Linked DNA regions of Xenopus laevis: region 1 is linked to region 2. Evidence: chromatin contacts called from public Hi-C data. All regions are on one chromosome and are shown on one strand. Each heading gives the region's core, a stretch centred on a gene start, on an enhancer-like site or on the middle of the called end of the contact. The rest is flanking DNA. Distances are from core to core; before and after follow the strand shown.

Evidence for each region. A called contact is a pair of places that touch in the nucleus more often than the background predicts.
Region 1: a contact with region 2 is called in a Hi-C map of the XL177 cell line, with 2.2 times the contacts expected there. The contact joins the enhancer-like site here to the promoter of tuba1b.L in region 2. A contact is called at or near these places in 2 of 4 Hi-C or Micro-C datasets (the XL177 cell line and the XTC cell line).

The regions. Positions count from the first base shown.
Region 1 is chr2L:143,248,959-143,252,387 of Xenopus_laevis_v10.1, forward strand. LOC108708553 (putative nuclease HARBI1) reads right to left here. Exons shown (of 7, transcript XM_018247377.2): 3 at 2,135-2,268. Among protein-coding and RNA genes, the nearest start is that of LOC108708553, 9.4 kb to the right of the region's middle. Within about 2 kb of position 1,918, at least 1 of the 7 cell types and tissues checked has an H3K27ac peak or open chromatin away from gene starts, as enhancers often do.
Region 2 is chr2L:143,202,167-143,205,943 of Xenopus_laevis_v10.1, forward strand. tuba1b.L (tubulin alpha chain) reads right to left here and starts at 2,520. Exons shown (of 4, transcript XM_018247375.2): 1 at 2,371-2,520; 2 at 448-670; 3 at 2-150. The coding sequence starts at 2,373. LOC108708552 (a long non-coding RNA gene) reads right to left here and starts at 2,362. Exons shown (of 2, transcript XR_005965506.1): 1 at 1,987-2,362; 2 at 826-1,942.

The sequences.
Region 1 (3,429 bases), core at 668-3,167, 46 kb after region 2:
TGCTATCTTAAACAAACAAATAGAGCTTCTAGAGCGGTTTACTCTGGTATGGTAAAGCATTCTACAGAATAAATATAGTGTTATAGCTTGCATTATTGTGGCTATTGTGTATCTATTGGGAATAAACTGCTTCTGTAGCTTTCATTCTCCTTTAAACACGTAGGGCTTGTTCAGGCAATATTTGAAGGATGTGCACAGATATTAGATTTGATAGCAAGCACAATACAATAGAAACTAGGATTTCTGCTCCAAAAAGGAAATACAGGATAGAAATGAATAGGTATTTATATAAATTAAAGGAGGGCATCCCTAATCTATGCAATGCTTATTGTATCTTTATACCAGACATCCAAAATGGGTATGTGCAGGCATTTGGGGGATTAAAAATAAAATCGCTGAACTCATAAATCAATAGCAGGAGTCCAGAACATGTTTACTTGGGTATGACCAAAAGCAATCCCTTATGCCAGATCACAGTTTATAGAGTGTATTTCTTAATTTCAAAGGCAGAGTAATGTAAAACTAACATTTCCAAATAAAGGCAGGAGGGCTGATTTGGGTTTCTTTATGTGTTTTAGGCAAGGCGTGTTTACTCTATTATCAGGCAGTTAACCTGAACAGAAGCGGTTTAATCCAGTGCCAGGCCACACTAAAATGCAAAATGGTAGGTAACGGAGCAGGGAGGTTTCTTCAGGAAGATCACTTTCATTTGAATTAAGGAGAACACGATAAATATACAGACAGGGAACTTAACACAAGTGTTAACTGCCCTTTAAGTAACACAGCTGAAGCAATAATGTTAATACGTTAGTCCACCACTAGACTTTTTGTTTTGTTAAGGCCTATAAAAGTTAAGGCCATTATGGGAAAAAAAATAGCCTATAATGCTATTTTTACCCTTACCGCCATTTCCATATTTCATTAGAACAGATATTTTCAACCTATCGGATGGGGAGGGAGGTTATAATCCAATTTAATAATATGAATGCCTTCCTACCATACAAGACACATGTCAATTTGTCAGACTAACAGGTTTGAAAAAAAAATAAATATATGTTTAAAAAAAAATGAAACGAAGACACAATTAATCCTTAATGGAATCAAAACCAGCCTCTTGGGCTTATTTAATGTTCACATGATTTTCTAGTAGACTTAAGACACGAAGATCCAAATAATGGAAAAACCCCTTACCCGGAAACCCCCAGGTCCGGAGCATTCTGGATAACAGATCCATACCTATACCTGCAGATATCAGGAGCACCTTGTGGAAGCTTTAGGCATGTTCTTTTAAAGGGGAGTATATTAACTAAAAATATGAGTCTGCTATTACATGCAGATGCCACTGTTCATTGTAGTTTATTGATAGATATCACCACTCATATCTCTCCTAGCAACCGGGAAAATGCCAAAAACTATGATTTGTGCAGGTTTAGGCTGTGGAAGAAAACATCTATTTGGACAGGGTAACTGTTGAACGTGGCATCCCTCATATATGTCAGACCTCGCCTACTGATTAGTGAAAGAGTTAGTCTGTAGTATAAACTATAGCAATTTCTCAGCAGCAGAATTTATGGCAGAACTAACGTCTCCCCAGAAATGTAATCACTCCCTCCCCGAGGCTGGCAAATCCAAACAAAGAACCTAGTGGTTCCTCACAGTTAGTTCTCCATTGATTTCTTTCAGCTACGTGTGCATCGGACGCATGACATCATGGGGTCTCTTCTAAGGAACTGGCAGCCACAGAGGCAGAATAACCCCCCCCCCCCATCTCTTAGAAAGCACAAGCAGTAGGAAAAATTTACTTTTTTTTCAGCAAGTAACCTTTCAGCATTCCAGCTGCTCAGCCAGATCCAACTGCCTCTGTTTATGTATCCAGCTCTGAAAGCTACAATTCACACAGGGGCCCCATTCCAAGGGATTGAACCACTGTATTAAGTAAAGCTGTACTTTGTACAGACAAATGCTAACACTCTATAGAGTGTTATGTAAAGCGATAACAGTTTAACTCCTTCACTGCCCAGAGCTTTGCTTAGTACTTCTGTATAGTAAATGCCATAGGACCGATCAGTTATGGTCAAGTTCTAATTCTTTCATTCTCAATGCTCAAATGGACTAAATTAGCCTTTTTCATTACCTTTAATTTCAGGTGTGCACACCTGAATGGGTCTTCTTGTTTTGTGCTGAGACACTTGGACTGGCTGATTCTTCACAAACCGAATATAAACATAGGTACCGTATGTACAAAGGCTGAATTGGCTGAGCCTCCATCTATATTGGAGAAAGAAGAAACCATTTCAGATCAAGCCTTTTAAAATGGCAACATGCTCAGATATTGTTCATCAATCAGTTTCTGTGGAGCTTTCAATCTATGGTCACTGTCACACAACACACCTAGGGTAGATGCCTGGTAGGATGGACAGTATTTAATTCCAGAAAAGGAGGCAACCCTAAATACCCCAAAGTCAATTTTATCATACACCATAGAACCTGCATGTATGACTTTGGGGGTGGGAGAGATTGGGGTACCCTGAGGAAACCCCATGCAGAGATATAGCCTGTAGATTATACACAGGGTTTACTGGATTCAATGTCTTTAAATATTTTAAATACAATAAATATTTCAAATTGCCATATGTTATATGTATGCACATTTTTATTAGTATATCGCTCCTTGAGGGCAAAGCACTGTACATCAGAACAAATAAATAATAGAACAAATAGGGGGTCATTGCAATAATAAATACTAATAAGTACATTATTAAAATACAATTCACACATATATATATATATATATATATATATATATATATATATATATATATATATATATATATATATATATATATATATATATATATATATATATATATATATATATAGTTACACTACAGATTAAGGGGCACATTTACTTAGCTCGAGTGAAGGATTCGAATGAAAAAAACTTTGAATTTTGAAGTTTATTTTGGCAATCCAACCATCAAATTGGCTACTTCAACCGAACTAAAAATCGTTCGACTATTCGACCATTCGATAGTCAAAGTACTGTCTCTTTAAAAAAAAAAAAAAACTACCGATGTTAGCCTATGGGGAAGGTCCCCATAGGCTTTCTAGCACATTTCTGATCGAAGGAATTTCGTTCAGTCGATGGATTAAAATCGTTCAAATCGTTCAATTCGAAGGATTTAATTGTCCGATCGAACAGAGGTATATCCTTCAATATTCGACCAATAGTAAATGTGCCCCCAAGTGTTCAGTGTCAAGGAGACAAAAGGATAGCGTACCCTACCCTGTAGGGCTTACAGTCTAAATGGAAGGGTAACATACAGACACAATTGAGAGGGGTATTAAGTGCTGCAGATTACAGTGTGCAACATTGCTATATAAGTGTTAATACCCAGTTCAGGTGTTATGCAGGTGGCATGGTATGAT
Region 2 (3,777 bases), core at 1,270-3,769:
CCAGTTTGCGGATTCTGTCCAGTACCAGATCAATAATTTCTTTGCCAATAGTATAATGACCACGGGCATAGTTATTGGCAGCATCTTCCTTTCCTGTAATTAACTGCTCTGGGTGGAACAGCTGGCGGTATGTTCCTGTGCGTACCTCATCTGTAGAAAAAAAATTACACGTTACAGAAGAGCCTGAACATTCTGTAAATTATATCCTTAAAGACTGTGCTTAGTAACATCAGTTCTAATCAGTACTTATTCAAGCAATGTATGACAATAAACAAAGATATTAGAAGCCACTTTGAGTTTCACGAATTGTATAAAAGCACTCAGCTGCCTTATTATAATCATGACTCCACAGTGACTTCTAAGTTATATTTTATAATTGCTAGTACAATATTCCATATAAACATGTACACATTCAATAAGGAAATGTGCAGCTTTGGTGGTTCTCACCAATGACAGTAGGTTCCAGGTCAACAAATACAGCCCTGGGGACATGCTTTCCTGCACCCGTTTCACTGAAAAAGGTGTTGAAGGAGTCGTCCCCTCCTCCAATGGTCTTGTCACTGGGCATCTGCCCATCAGGTTGGATGCCATGTTCCAGACAATAGAGTTCCCAGCAGGCATTACCGATCTGCACACCAGCCTGACCAACATGGATAGAGATGCACTCACGCTGTAAATAAAAAAAAAGTAATAAGCCATTACATACAAGAGGCCATTTATTTGTGATCTACTGGTAGATTCAGAGCCTACACGGTTTAAATCAAAACACTGGAGTCGCCGATTTGAGATATGGAAGTGCAAACACAATAGTCCTGCTCTTCCAACTGCCAGATTTCACATAACACAAGACAACAATGGCAGCTTACACACCCATTATCCATCAGCTGACACTACTTCCACGTTAGCAGGCAAAAGCCTACAAGCCGTTTCCACACCCACACGATCCTTGCGCTGTCGGCCGTACACCATGAAAGAGAAACATCTGCACAAGGCTTTCAGCTAAATCCTGATTATGTTGCAAAATCCTCCCCCACCCCAGCAATCGATTTCCACACCCAGCAGCTGCCGTCTAGCCTCTCGCATTATGAACTGCACATGCCTTCAGGCAGTCCATACATGAAAAAAAAATATATACATATGAAAAAAATCAGTTAGCTGCTAGGGTCTCAAAGTAGTATGGAAATTCCTTTGTGGCATGAGAATATATGAAACATTTGTTATAACAGCTGTCAAGCCCTAAAGAGGAGATGCTCATATACTAGGATACAGAAGCCACCTGTCTTTCGTGAATTAACCATTTATTATTTCTACTGGGCACATCTATCTACCCCATTCTCCACTGCTCATTTTAAGTTTACTATAAATACGCAATGACATAGGAGTCATCTTTGTGCCCGAGCTGTTGGGTTTGCTACGGTTACCAAACCTGAGGTAAGGATACGAATTAAACATATTATGGGCCTAAAGTTAATTGCACAGATCCTATTTAGGTCAGATGACCTTCATTTTTTTTTTTTTTTACAGTAGTCATAGCCCTCGCTCTTCTTCATCAAAGTCAAATCAGTAACGGCAGAGACAGTGCCACAAATCGCCTTTTTTTCGGGCGACTAATCTCCCCGAACTAGCTTCCCGTCGGCTAGAATATGCAACGCTGGCGGGACGGCACGCTGATCCCTACGTTTTCTGAAGTCGCCCGAAGTTCCCTCGTGAGGCAATTCGGAAAAACGAATTGTTCGAGTGCCGTCCCGCTGGCGATTTAGAATTAAGATTAGTCACAAGAAGAGGTGCTTTGTCGTCGGGCGACTATCTCCCGTGTGTCTATGGCAAGCTAAATTAAATCAAAGTCTGCCATTATCTCTCCAGCAATATGTTCCTCCTTTGTAGCTGCTCCCAGTGGCCTTAATTTCAGACTCGGGAATGGCCATTAAATCTACCTCAAAACCTTAATTTCAGACTCGGGAATGGCCATTAAATCTACCTCAAAACCTTCTATAGGAGAATGCGGCAGTTTGACTGAATGCAGACATTGTTATGGAGAACAATCACGACAAAGTGCAACTAGGGAGAGCCTATCCCTCAGAGAATCTATAGGGGTGTGGGTAAGGCGCGCGCTCTCTCTCCCACAAGCACAAAGCGCGCGCCGCTCTCCAGCGCGGGAAGACCCGTTACATCCGGGCTTCTCAATGACACTACCTCCAGACGACAATGTTGAAGCTAGGGCACGTGATCTCCCTGCCTAGAACAATTCCCTTCCACGTCGTCCCTGAAGTCGCCTCTTACCCAGCTGTTTTAACATCTCTAGTATAAGACGCGAACAAGCTTCTTTTTATCTAGGCCATTATTTAAAAATAAATAAATAAGGTTACTTACCATGGTTAAAAGTCGACGTTAACGGAGAGACAAATGTTAAAAAAAAATGAAATAAAATACGTTACTTTTTCCCACAGTGAAGAGTGGATGTAAGTAACAGAATGGGAAAGAATGGAGCGGACTGTGCGTTTTATCCTATGAGGGCGGTGACGCGCTGTCTATATTATGCTAATGAACTGCGGCTGCACGCTGATTGGCTGATGCGCCTCAGATACTCGTACGAACTGAGGAGGCGGGAGCGACTGGTCCTCTTCTTCTGCTTCTTCTTCTTCTTCTCCTTCTCCTCACCGACATTTATTAGCACAAAATGGCCGACCCATCCCTCACGGTTATTTTCAGCGTCTGTAATTCTTACTAATCCGTATTAAATCGGATTACAATATACGTGCAAGAGTTAGAAAACAACCGTGGTGTAAAGTATTTGAAAACGTATCCATGTAACCCAAAGCGGGAAAATACAGTGGGATGGCATGTATAATCGGTTATCGGCGGCATTCCAGCCGTTGTTAAATAGTTAATCCCAGCAATGGATACAGATCTGTGGGTCAAAATCTCGATGGCCAATATTTGAGTAATATTTGATAGTTGAGAGAAAGTGGGCGGCAGTGTTGCTTTGGGAAGTAGCGCACATAGGGGACAGGGAGGGCGGAGTCGGACATTCTCCTCAGACAGTGTTATCTGCTTGGCACTTGGTATCACTGCTGCTCGATGCTCTACATTCCACTCAGGGGGTGGACCGGAATCCGGCGCCTCAATTGTTTATAGATTAGAAAGGGAACTGAAAAACTTTGGGGTGTGCAGACCCTATAGCTGCTACTGACGAACTGACAGGGGGTTGCAGTGACGTCACCGTAGCTATAGTGTTAATAAAAAACGCGTTTGGCTTCTCTCCCTCACCCCTTGTGCTCACATGGTTCGTCTCTATGGAAATATAATCTGGAATTATGCGGCAAGGGAACTACATCTTGCAGATAGAAAATGCGGCACTTCTAAGAAGGACCTTGGCGCTGACCCAGTCTCACACCCACACACCCCACGTTAAAGCGCCTGCGCGAATGTGCGCCCCTTCTATGTGGATTAGTCCTTCCCACTGGGAAATACTGGGCGCTGCTTCGGTTTCTCAGTGATGTGTGGTGCGTGTATGTCACACGGCTCAGCTTCCAGTTGATTTCATGACTGAACCTTTAGCGTTTGAAACTGGCAGGGGGTGTAGTAGTTCATTAGCACTCGAGGGCTGCACATCATTCGGGTGTAACAATAGAGGCAGTGACGTAACTAGATATCACTGGGCCCCACAGCAAGTTATTTTTCAGGACCCCAAAATGTTTAGCAGTTGACTTTTTGTTTTACCAATATTTATTGAAACTGTATATGAATTAGGGCCTCATGGGGCCCCTATACCTCCTG